Regions from separate parts of the Mus musculus genome. Here region 2 is linked to region 1. The links are chromatin contacts, called in public Hi-C maps. All regions are on one chromosome and are shown on one strand. Each heading gives the region's core, a stretch centred on a gene start, on an enhancer-like site or on the middle of the called end of the contact. The rest is flanking DNA. Distances are from core to core; before and after follow the strand shown.

Region 1 (5,474 bases), core at 1,883-4,382:
AACCGGCAGAGGGTGGTTAATACGATTTGAAGGGGGCTGGTCAATGAGCAATCAATAAAGTAATAATGAGAAGGATTCGGTACATTAACAGTCTAAAAATCCAACGAGACATTAAAAAATCATTCGTAACTCTCAGTTCCATTAAGATTAGGAATCTGGGTGGAGTGGGGTGGGGGAGTGCCCAGCAAACATAAATGATCACTGCCATTTTCCTACAGCTTAACTTAAAAGGTTTACCTTGTTCTGAAGAAAAGGGATTTGGAACAGAAACCACTATGCTTGACACATTAGACAGAAGAAAGTATGTCAGGAAGGTTATTGAGGCCGGAGTTCAGATGATGTGACTCTGGGGTATTATTATTATTATCATTATTATTATTATTATTAATTATTATTATTGGTCTTAGGAATATCCTGTTTGGTTAGTTTCAGTTCAACCTCCATGTTTTTCATGTTTTCCCCGTTAGTTCTGGCCCCTTCCCCACACAAATACTTTGGTGTGGGTTTTCTTAGAGAAGAGGAGGAGGAGTAAAAAAAAAAAAAAATGCCTAATCTCAATTCTAGTGGCTTCTTTTGAGATTCTTCCTTCTTGCCTAGAAGGAATTTTGCCCCAGGAGTCTGAGTCAGTCAGACCTATAAGGTGTGTGTTTCCTCTCAATAACTTTGCCTTTCCAGAGAGAGAGAGACAGAGACAGAGACAGAGACAGAGACAGAGAGATAGAGAGACAGAGAGACAGAGAGACAGAGACAGAGAGACAGACATATAAATTTATACCAGGAATAGTCAGAAGCCATAGAATTCAAAACTCTAAAGGTTAGACAGTCCTTTTCACTGGCCCAAGTGTGGGAACCTGCAACTGCACAGACTGGAGAAGATAAATGACTTTCTCAAGGTCAGATGACAAGTTAAAAACATGATGAGACCCTAGTCAAGTTTCAGGTTCCCAGATTCTGTCATTAAAGAATGCCAACACTTTTCATGGGGGGGGGGTATGCTACACATATTCTGGTGTGTGTATGTATGTGTTCTTACCAGAATTTCAGTGTCCAAATGTATATACACCTGCTGAACATGTGGAATAAAGTTTATATAAGAGGTAGACATGAACAGATGCAAATCTGAGGAATAGCGTCCCTGATTTCTCTTTTCAAAGCATTAACTTTCTGGGTTGCTTCCCTGTGCAGCACCCACATTTGTCAGTTTCTTTCAGTGAGACTTAACCCTTTACTATGTGAGGCAGGTCTACTCTCTCCCCCTCTTTCCCACACAGGGATTGTCAAATATGGTTCCCCAAATTTGCTGTTTCACCCTGAAGTTAATTGTTTAAAAGAGAATGAAACCCTAGCCCATTGATCTCTATATAGCCTACTACTGAGTAATATTTCCTCTAATTTTCCCTCCTTTTCTTAAAACTTCACTCACTGCCAGAAAATCCTAATCTATTTATGTATTTTTTTTCTCTTTTGGAATAATTTATGGGAAAAGGAAAGGAATGAGTTTTCCTGTGTGTGTGTGTGTGTGTGTGTGTGTGTGTGTGTGTGTGTGTGTGTATGCACACGTGTGCACGCGCACATCAAGAAGCTAGCTTTCCCATCCAACTGAGAGCTCACTTTTTAATGTATGCACAGAAAATTGTAAACACATAAAGAACCAAAGGCTTCATGCTGAGTCTTGCTATGCTCTGTCTCCTCAGCATTTTCCTGCTGTCGCTTTAAACCTATCTCAGTCATCTCAGGTTCCATGAGCAGGAACAGTGTGCTCATAATTACTAACAGATCAACTGGGCCCTGTTGCTCTCTGAGTTTATTGATAAGCTGGAAAAAAGCAGAAGGGAATAAAATACTAGGTTAATCAGCTGAGCTAAGCAGGTGTGAGGGTGAGAGGAAGGTAAGATGATTAGCAAGCTATGGACCAGAAGGAAAGCTGGAAAGAGAAATATGTAGGGTCTGGTCTTGGGGCTCCAAGCTGGGCCAAGGGTAAGGAGCGTGAGCTGATGTTAGAACCTGCAGATACAGGATAGAATGCAAGAAGGTGATTTTGATACAAAATGGAAATATAATTTAAAACATTTCTGTTCACCTTGTGAGGTTTGGGGAGGAGTATAGTGGGGGTGAGCTTGCTAAGATGGAAGTGTAGACACATGCATTTTTATATGTACATGCAGAGAGACACAGCCCAGTGGAGGGACTAACATACTCTCCTTAAAGGAATTGGCTCCTACCAGCTGAATCAGGCTGTCAGCAATAGTACAGTTCAAGAACAGGGTATAAAGTCTCTCTGAAAGCCTAAGTTTTCAAGAAATTTGGCATCTGGGAATCAGAAAGCCAGAAAAAAAACCCTACTGTAAGCATAATACAACTGTCAGTTTGTTGGGTTTGTTCTGTTATTAAAATATTCTAAGCAATGCTAAACAAAGTATCATTGATGAGATCTTTTACATAATTTATTTCTTTAGCTCTTCTATGGAAACTGCAAAGAGCTATCTTATTTAGGGGAACTCTTTCCCAAGCTGATGTCACGACACTTGCTATTAGTATAAATTATATGTAAAGAGTTTAATATAAATAGGAAATATAAATATCAAGAATGTTCTGGAAGAAGACAAGAGTGCATGTGGATACTGTGTACAAGTATTAAATGTCTCCATCCCAATCAACCATTTTCAAAGAGACTTACAATCACCGTTATCACTCATGTCTGGTGAAAATACTTTGACATTTTGCTGCTTTGGTCTCAAATGTGAAGCAGTCCCTAATGAAAATATAAGTGTCCAGAAAAATCAAAATCCCCTTTGTACCTTGTCCTTACTCATGGCAGTGCAAAAGATGTCCCCAGTTTTCTAATACAATTCCTCCAACCAGAACAAACAGGTCCTGGACATCAACAATAGGTCCTGAAATTCTACATCTATATCAAGAAGTGGTCAAAGGGAATGCTTTAGTGTCTAAATCAACTCCCTTAAAGAAAGCTGTTTTGGAAAGGTTTTGTAAAACACCCAAGTACATTAATAAACACCTAACTTTTGGAAATCTCTCAACAACCATGGAGTCTGAATGCTGAAATCTGTGCTGTAAAGAGCCAACCCAAAGAGATGTCGCACTGTGTTATTTGTCCTGTAGAACAGAAGTTTTACTCTTTTCCCCTAAAATTCTGGTGCCCATGTGGTAGAGAGTGTGTCTTTCCCAGCCATATTGATAGGGTGAGATTAGCCATTATGAGAAAAGTACAAGTCGAAGTTGATTTTTTTCTCCTATTCTAAATATATACTTCAATGTGTTCTCCACGGAAGAAGTTAACTTGTATGGGAAATAGGGAGAAGTTCAAAGGGGGAGACTTTCAGGACGCTGTTCTCCCGGTTCTCATTCCCGCAGCCTTCCACCTAGCTCAGCCTAGTCCTGACATACGGATGACACGGAAACACAATTAAACAGAAACACAAACTGCAGAGGCTGACTGCACCAGGGGCGCAGTGGCAACTAGCTGTCAGCTCTTATTAACTTCTGCATAAAACATACCTTGAGTGTGGTTTGTTATCAATTACTTGCTGAAACGAAAGAACTAGGGCAAGGCAAGACCGCCACCGCTCATCTGAATTACAGTGATTGGCTGATTGATCGGGGCACCTGTTGTAAATCATAACCGTTCTAAACAATCAGCAGCCGGTGCCTTAATTTGTAAACAAAATTCATGTCACTGCTTTGCTCTTACTGGAGATGAGCATTTGGGTACATCTCTAAACGGATCCTGCTCTTGTTTTGTGTGGGGGGGATTGGGAGGTGGGGTGGGTGGGGCTCACTAAATAGCAAGAAGCAGCTCTTATTCCTCCCTCCTCCGCCAACCCCCACGTGCACCCCATCTTCAGTGATGTTCTTTACTTTAGACAAGTTTGGGTCCAGTCAGAGAGGAGGAATTTCCATAAAGATCATTGGATTCAACGTTTATCTCAGAAAACTTCACCCTCAAGTACCAGATGAGATAGTGTTATCCTGGGGAGGACCTTGGAGGAAACTGCAATCAGGATCTCTGCTAGGTGTCCATGGTAGCACAAGAAGCACGCACGTGACAAATTAGGCTTTGCCTAGGTTCACAGCGTGAGCCAATAGTCAAGGTCTAACTGGGCTATGGCAAGCGACTCTCACATGTCCTCTGGTCTGGGGTAAGTTTCCATAGGAATGCTGACATTTGGGTCAGTTCACAGCAATGAACGCAATACAGTTTGGGAAGTACTGGATTAGCTGCTCGCTCTACTCTTTCCACTTGGTGGCTGCCGGGGGTGGGGTGGGGTGGGGGTGGGGTGGGGGGGGGTTGGTTTTCCCAGATGACTTGTGCTGTCCTATCAACCCTCGGTAGTGTTAATGAAGCCTGGTCACCTTTATGGAAACTTTTTTTCCCTTTCTCCATCTCTCCCTAGTTCCTGTCCCTCCCAAATCTGTGACTTCTCTAATGATGAATAAAGATGGCTTCTTGGGAGGAATGTCAGTCAACACCGGCGAGGTATTTTGCTCAGTCCCGGGCCGTTTATCTCTACTCAGTTCAACTTCAAAGTACAAAGTCACTGTGGGCGAAGTTCAGAGAAGGCTCTCGCCCCCTGAATGCCTCAATGCATCTCTCCTGGGCGGCGTCCTCAGAAGGTAAACAAAATAAAACAAACAACAAAAACTACACACACACACACACACACACACACACACACACACACACACATACACACAGGATTCTATTAGTGGAGGAGGGTGGTGGAAATTGAGGAAGAAGGTTTGACGCAGTTGCTTAGCAACCCGGAGTTTAAGTGAATCCCCAGTACCAAGTGGCAGGAAGGTTGAGGCTGGGAGTCTGGGGTTCTAGTGCTGTGTTAAGTCTGCAACCAAAGCCCTACTCGTGCCAGGCTACACTGCGCATGCGCAACCCTCCTAAAAAAATTCGGGATTGGAATCCTTTCACTCTCTTGTCAGTGCAAGGCTCCCAACCATATAAACTCTCTGCGGTGGCATTAGCCAGAGTTCAAGCCAGAACCTAGTCTCCCCACCAAGCACGCTCATTTGAAACAGACAAAAGCAGCATGCTGTCTATGTCCTTTCCACTTCACTGATTTTAAAAGATTAATTCACTAGCATATTGTGCTCCCTCCCCCGTTTTGAAAAGATCTTTTTTTTTTCTAGATCTATGACCTTAATAGTATCACACCTTACAACATTAATAGTGCTTTATAACTATTAGTAGTCATTTCCTGGGGCTATGTAACTGCTCCCCAATATTGCAACCCATGGGCAGACTCCTGGTGAAAATGGAGGAAGAAATGGCTCCCCTCTCCCCCAACAGTTCTTGCCAACATCTGGACCCTTAGTGTTGTCCTTACTAGGTCAGGGACTTTGCGTGAGACAAAACTTTCTAAAGTTAAAACCCATTTTAGATGTTCACGATCTCTTTCTTTCCTAAAAGTGGCTGGTTAAAGAGAACAGCAACCGGGTTCATA
Region 2 (5,474 bases), core at 1,830-4,329, 560 kb after region 1:
AACCAGGCCAGAGAGAGACAGGATAAAATGGATCAGTATAACATAAATGCAACTGAATTATGTAAAGCGTTATGGATTGCAATAGAGTTGAGGGGGAAATTGTTCCAAAGAGGCAAAAATCAGCAAAACTGTCAGATTGGAGGAGATGCTCAAGTCTTAAAGAGAGCAGAAATCTTGTTGAAAAGATAAATGGTGTAAAGGCAGTAGACACAAGGGTAAAGTCACGGGGTTTACAGTAGAGTAAAGTTGGGTTTGGCTCATGTTTCTGCTTTTGAAATGGTTTTGCCTTTTGAAATTCTGTATTCTTCTAAGAAGAATACAGAATGCAGCAATATTTCTATTGGATAGATAACCTTACACACTATTTTTCCCATAGTTGGAAGGTGTGTGTCCTTCCAAAATACCCTGGAACCCAATGCCTGATGCAGTATCCTCTGGACATGACAGAGCAGCTGTATGCACTGTAGCTCTACTCACTTGATCAAGATAGAGGCAGTTAACATTCTAGCACAGAGGGAGAAGGGGTTCCCCAGCCCCACCCCTAGCCTTGGTTTGATAGTTGCTTGGAGTGGGGGTGGGGAAGAGATAGTATTCTTTTGGGGTGTGGTTCCTTACAGGTTGACCTACCATGCTCGGATAGATGCCTCACCTCCATGGTTTTATAGACTTGGACTTGGAGGTGCAAGGTAGGTGTGGAACAAGGAAGAATTAGAAGAGGAGGGTTAATAAGGACAAAATACCACATGGACACTATGATATTCTCAAAGAGCTAAAAGCTTTCACTTTTAGTGAAGTGATTAAATCAAAAATAATCTCCTTTCTTTGATGAGTAGTGAACTTATAATGCAACAGAGGTTGAGGCAAGCCTGCTGGGGCCTCCTGCTCCTCTGTCATCTCTGGAAGCAACAATACAGTCTTACCAGACTCAGAGTTTGTTAGCTCTTTGATCTTGTACTTTCTACCCTCCAGAACCATAGGGAAGAAATATTATTTATGAATTACCCAGTGCTGAATATTCTTGTAATAACGGCATGGAGAATCTGTATAGTGCTTAGCATCATACTTGCCACACAAGGTACTTCTGTGCTCATCACTATTCTAAGTTATTCATGCAACTCCCATTTCTGTCTAAAATCTTCCTAGTAACATCCAATTGTCTTTTCTTCTTTCATGAGACTAACGGACACTGAGAGAAACAGTATGTTACTTAACATGTAGGCCCTACACCAAACTTCTGAGTCAGCAGTTCACTTGTTAAAATAAACTTGAGAATCACTGTCTTTCTGGAGTTACCCAGAATCTTTGGGTATGAATTTATTATAGATAATTTTATTACCGGCTTAGGGCAATTTTTATGCCCACCAGTGAAGGAAAACACCCTCTTATTTAGATGGCATTTGCAGTGTTCACAGAACTCTGTTTACTAACAATCGCCCCAACACCTTAGAATTGGTCTTCCTTCAGCCTCTCCCGATGCTTCCTGCCATAAAGACCATTTGCTGGATAAGCAAGTAAAGAAGTGTAGGTTAGTTTTTATTTTTAGGCTTATAGTATTCTACATTTTCATCAATGTCAATGGTACATAATTTTAAATGTACTTTTAGATGGTATTTATATATTCATTCATATGTTTACACATTATTTAATTATCTGAAAACCTACTAAATAGGTTTTACTAGAATTAACTTTTTTTTTAAAGCAAATCTGTGAAAGTTACATAATAAACTCCACAGCCACAAGATAAGTGTATGATGAAGATGAAACTAACCCAGAACCTTCTCTTTGGTGTCAGAGCTCTGAACAGAGACAATAACCTTTCCTTGAGCAAATAGTAAGCATTGCAAATGTGTGGCCAGAACTTTAAGCATTGTCTTAATGCATGATGTCTAATGATATTAAATCTCAACTACTGACAGTCCAGAGCTCATGAGATAATGAGCTTGTCTGCTTGGCCTGATGACATGCAAAATCAAAAGAGAAGGATATGATTGATGTATATAGTATCACTTTTAAAAGACACTCAAGTATTGTCATTAAAGCAGTTTTATTTTTAATGAAGCAAAGTTAAGATCTACAAAAAAAAAAAAAAATGGGTTTTAACATAGGCTTATGCCCAGGCATTGGGGGAGCATTTAGGAAAATGTAGTACATTCCCAAGACATATGTTTGACCCTTTCTCAGAAGAGTCACTAGAGTAGTTTTAAAAGATTAAAAATAAGCAAATTATGATATATGAGATTTGGAGATTCAGATGTCATTAAATGGTGGCAGGTTTGGCTTTGATCCAGACTCCTAAGAACTCCTGTTTCACCCCATCACTTAAGACATCCCACTGTCCCAGTTTGCCTGAGAGTGATGCATTTCCCATAATATAAACCAAAGAGTTGGTTACCCTACTCTACCACAACATTGTCTAAGTTCTATCATATACTGTATAACTCTGACTTTACAAACGGCAATCAATGGTTAAGTGAGCAGGTCTTTGGGATCACCAAGTGGCCCATCTTGTTATCAAGATGAAATGAGAATAATAATGATAATCTTGTAACCCAAGATCTTGATTATGATACTAATCAAAACATTTGCCATAACAATGTCAATTATCATTAAATAGCATTTCCTTACTCACACCATGGGAACGTAGCCAGCAATATAATAAGCCACCCACGATGAAGTGAAGGGATGCTGCCTATGTTCTGGAAAAGGACCACAGAAAATAAACTGTAGAGAATTATTTATAAACTGATGTGATAATTTGTGTGTGGGAAGTGTGTTAGGTGCTCTGCAGCCACTCATCTTGATTCTGAAAGGGAAAGTGTCTTTCATCCAGACGAGCAATGACTATAAAAAATATGCACTAAGACACTGCCCTCTCCTCAGCCATAATCAGAAAACAACTTCATGTGATTCTACTTTTGATGACTCTTTGGTTATTATTTCCCAGTGATTTATAGATACCATGACACCATGAATGGGTTTTTCATATTTTGTATCACCCCCCGCCCCTTCCCCTTACCACTGGATTCTTTTCTAGCACTGAGCTCTTCTTATCCATGTCAACTTAGATTAAGTCAAATTAGTTCTCATTTCAATACTGACAAAGATTTTGTTTGACAGCAAGAGTCACCTCTGGTTTTCTCCCAAGAACATCTTATCTGCAGAATGAATCATATGCTACATCTGGGAGAATGACAGAGAAATCTAAGGCATTTCCACTTCTAATAGAATCAGAAAATACAAGGTTTAAAACCGTGGCTAAGGACATTCAAGCCCAACAGAAACAGAGACCGACTGATTTAACATTGGGGATTTAGGAAATCCTAGAATTTACTCTCAATTTATAGACAGGGATTTTATTAAGTATAAACCTTGAAGGGAGTGCATGAAAGTCAGGCTGATTTGAGAGTAGCAGTGACCCACATTGTAATCGTGAATGAAACTGGAAAGTGAAAGTGGGTGTGAGATGGAGAAAGGAGAGAAGAGACACATTTCTTTTGGTTACAGTCCTGAGTATATTTGTGTTGGATCTAAATCCAAAGCTGAAAGGCAACTCTAACTCAGCTCCTTTCACTGGTCACTGGATGTCTTAGACTCTTACATTCTTTATATACTAGATCTGGGCTTTTCTTAAACTGATATTCTATGCAAGTGAGACAAATGATGACTGCTCTTATTTTCTGGACAAAGAAGGATGCAAAAGACTTGATAGCAAATAATGTTTCCACAGCTACATTACTAGAGATTTGTCTAGGCTACAGACTTCTCCCTCTTTCTATGTCTTCCCACTGCTACCTTTCTTCTCATTTATGACAATTAAGTGGTTTTCATCTGTGTTTCATTGTCTAAGTTTGCAGAAGTAATCATGGAAGTTTGGCAGACTCAAAACAGGATGCATCATATGCCCAACTGTTTTCTTGTCCTGTGTGGGTAACTCATAAAGTACTGAATCCAAGTCCCTCCACAAAGTACTGAGACACAGTTCCTCAAGTTGCTGGTGTAACAGCTAGTGTTCATATCATCTCATTTACACTCAGGATAAGGGAAGACTTAATACTGAAGGATTATTGGGGCAAAGAGTTTTGTATCACAAACCCAGAAGAACAAAAAATGACCATGAAGCAACTTGTATAAACAGACACAGATAGTGACTGACAAAATCAAATTGACTTGTGTAAGAGATCTGATAGAAGAGATATTTAAAGTACTATATCCTACAACTCTAATATAATGATGCTTGCATAGTTTTACACTTCCACCTTATAAACTTCTGTGGTTTTGTTGGTTCTGGCTTCTTAAGGCATACAGTTAAGTCACATCCAAGTTTAAATAAAGAAAAGTGAAAATTGTTACTCGAAAGGATCATCTATCATTTTGTGTTGGTTTCTGCCTTTCTCACTTACCTGGCTGCATGTTATAAACAATGCATTTGATGTTTAATTAAGTCAAATTGAATGTAGTGTTTACTCCAGATGACTCTGCAGTATGACTCATAGTTAAGTATTTTCTCAGAGGGCTCATTTGCAAATGTACGAGGGCTAAAAACATTTGCAAGAAGGAATGGCAAATGAAATCATAATGAAGTGTTTTGAGAGTGTATCTGTCACCTAAAGAGTGGCAGCATTGAAGGGTAGCTTTTTCTCACCTGAAACTTCTGGTGTTTTAGTTGAAACCTTTGAGGATAGCTACTAGATGATTTTTAAAGTGTGGTTAAGTGGGATAGGTTTAATAACTTTAAGAACACATGTTAACTATCAACTTTCAAAGCACATGATAATGAATATAATTGTGACTACTGATTAAAACCAAAAGGCTTGTGAGACCCTCTTATTTTCAACTGTTAGTACACAGAATAAAATGAAACATAATAAAAACATTTATATGAGATAAAAAACAGATTTTCAAAATATCAGATATCTCCCACTTAACCAGATTTAGATATTCTTAAGGGTTGGAATACATGCCATTAATAAAAGTAATACATAGGTTGACTATTTGCTAATTAATAAATTATTTGTTGGAAATTATCAAGCCTCTAGAGTTTAAGCCCAGTATTTTCAAAAGATTTGCACAAATCTAGATGTGGACCAGGGAAAATGAGCATGGCATCCTACATGTAGATGTAAAGCTACTAACAACTGACGGATGCAGAAGGATGAGAATTTTCTTCAGGAGTGTAGCCCTTGGTAAACTCATCAGTACCCCATGGATAGCCTCACATGGAATGGATGTTTTTTTTTTTTTGTTTGTTTGTTTTTTTTTTTTTTTTGCTTTTGTTTTTGTTCTTTTAAAGAGCAAAGCTAAAAAGAACATGCAGTTAGTTGAGTGGTTAGAAAAGAGGAATGGATCTGGTAGGAATTGAGAATGGGATGAATGTGACAACATGCATGAAGAGTCTCAAAGAACTATTTAAAGTTATATCCATTTTAAAAACTAATTTGTATATATAAGTAAAGAATTCTACTTTCCTCCTGTAG

The links. Hi-C and Micro-C count contacts between places; a contact is called where the count stands out from the background.
Region 2: a contact with region 1 is called in a Hi-C map of the N1E-115 cell line, with 3 times the contacts expected there. The contact joins two enhancer-like sites. A contact is called at or near these places in 3 of 39 promoter capture datasets (the HPC-7 cell line, cranial neural crest and embryonic stem cells), 8 of 484 Hi-C or Micro-C datasets (the AML12 cell line, the N1E-115 cell line, cortical neurons and 4 more) and 8 of 115 datasets of contacts at active chromatin or transcription factors (a beta-TC-6 cell line, craniofacial prominence, embryonic forebrain and 5 more).

The regions. Positions count from the first base shown.
Region 1 is chr1:19,222,024-19,227,497 of GRCm38.p6, forward strand. It overlaps Tfap2b (transcription factor AP-2 beta), which reads left to right. Exons shown (of 7, transcript NM_009334.3): 4 at 4,413-4,632. Among named protein-coding and RNA genes, the nearest start is that of Tfap2b, 16 kb to the left of the region's middle. Within about 2 kb of position 3,133, at least 3 of the 459 cell types and tissues checked have an H3K27ac peak or open chromatin away from gene starts, as enhancers often do. A contact at or near this core is called in the N1E-115 cell line, where this site is marked.
Region 2 is chr1:19,784,087-19,789,560 of GRCm38.p6, forward strand. No RefSeq gene overlaps it. Among named protein-coding and RNA genes, the nearest start is that of Gm32651, 180 kb to the left of the region's middle. Within about 2 kb of position 3,080, at least 2 of the 459 cell types and tissues checked have an H3K27ac peak or open chromatin away from gene starts, as enhancers often do. A contact at or near this core is called in the N1E-115 cell line, where this site is marked.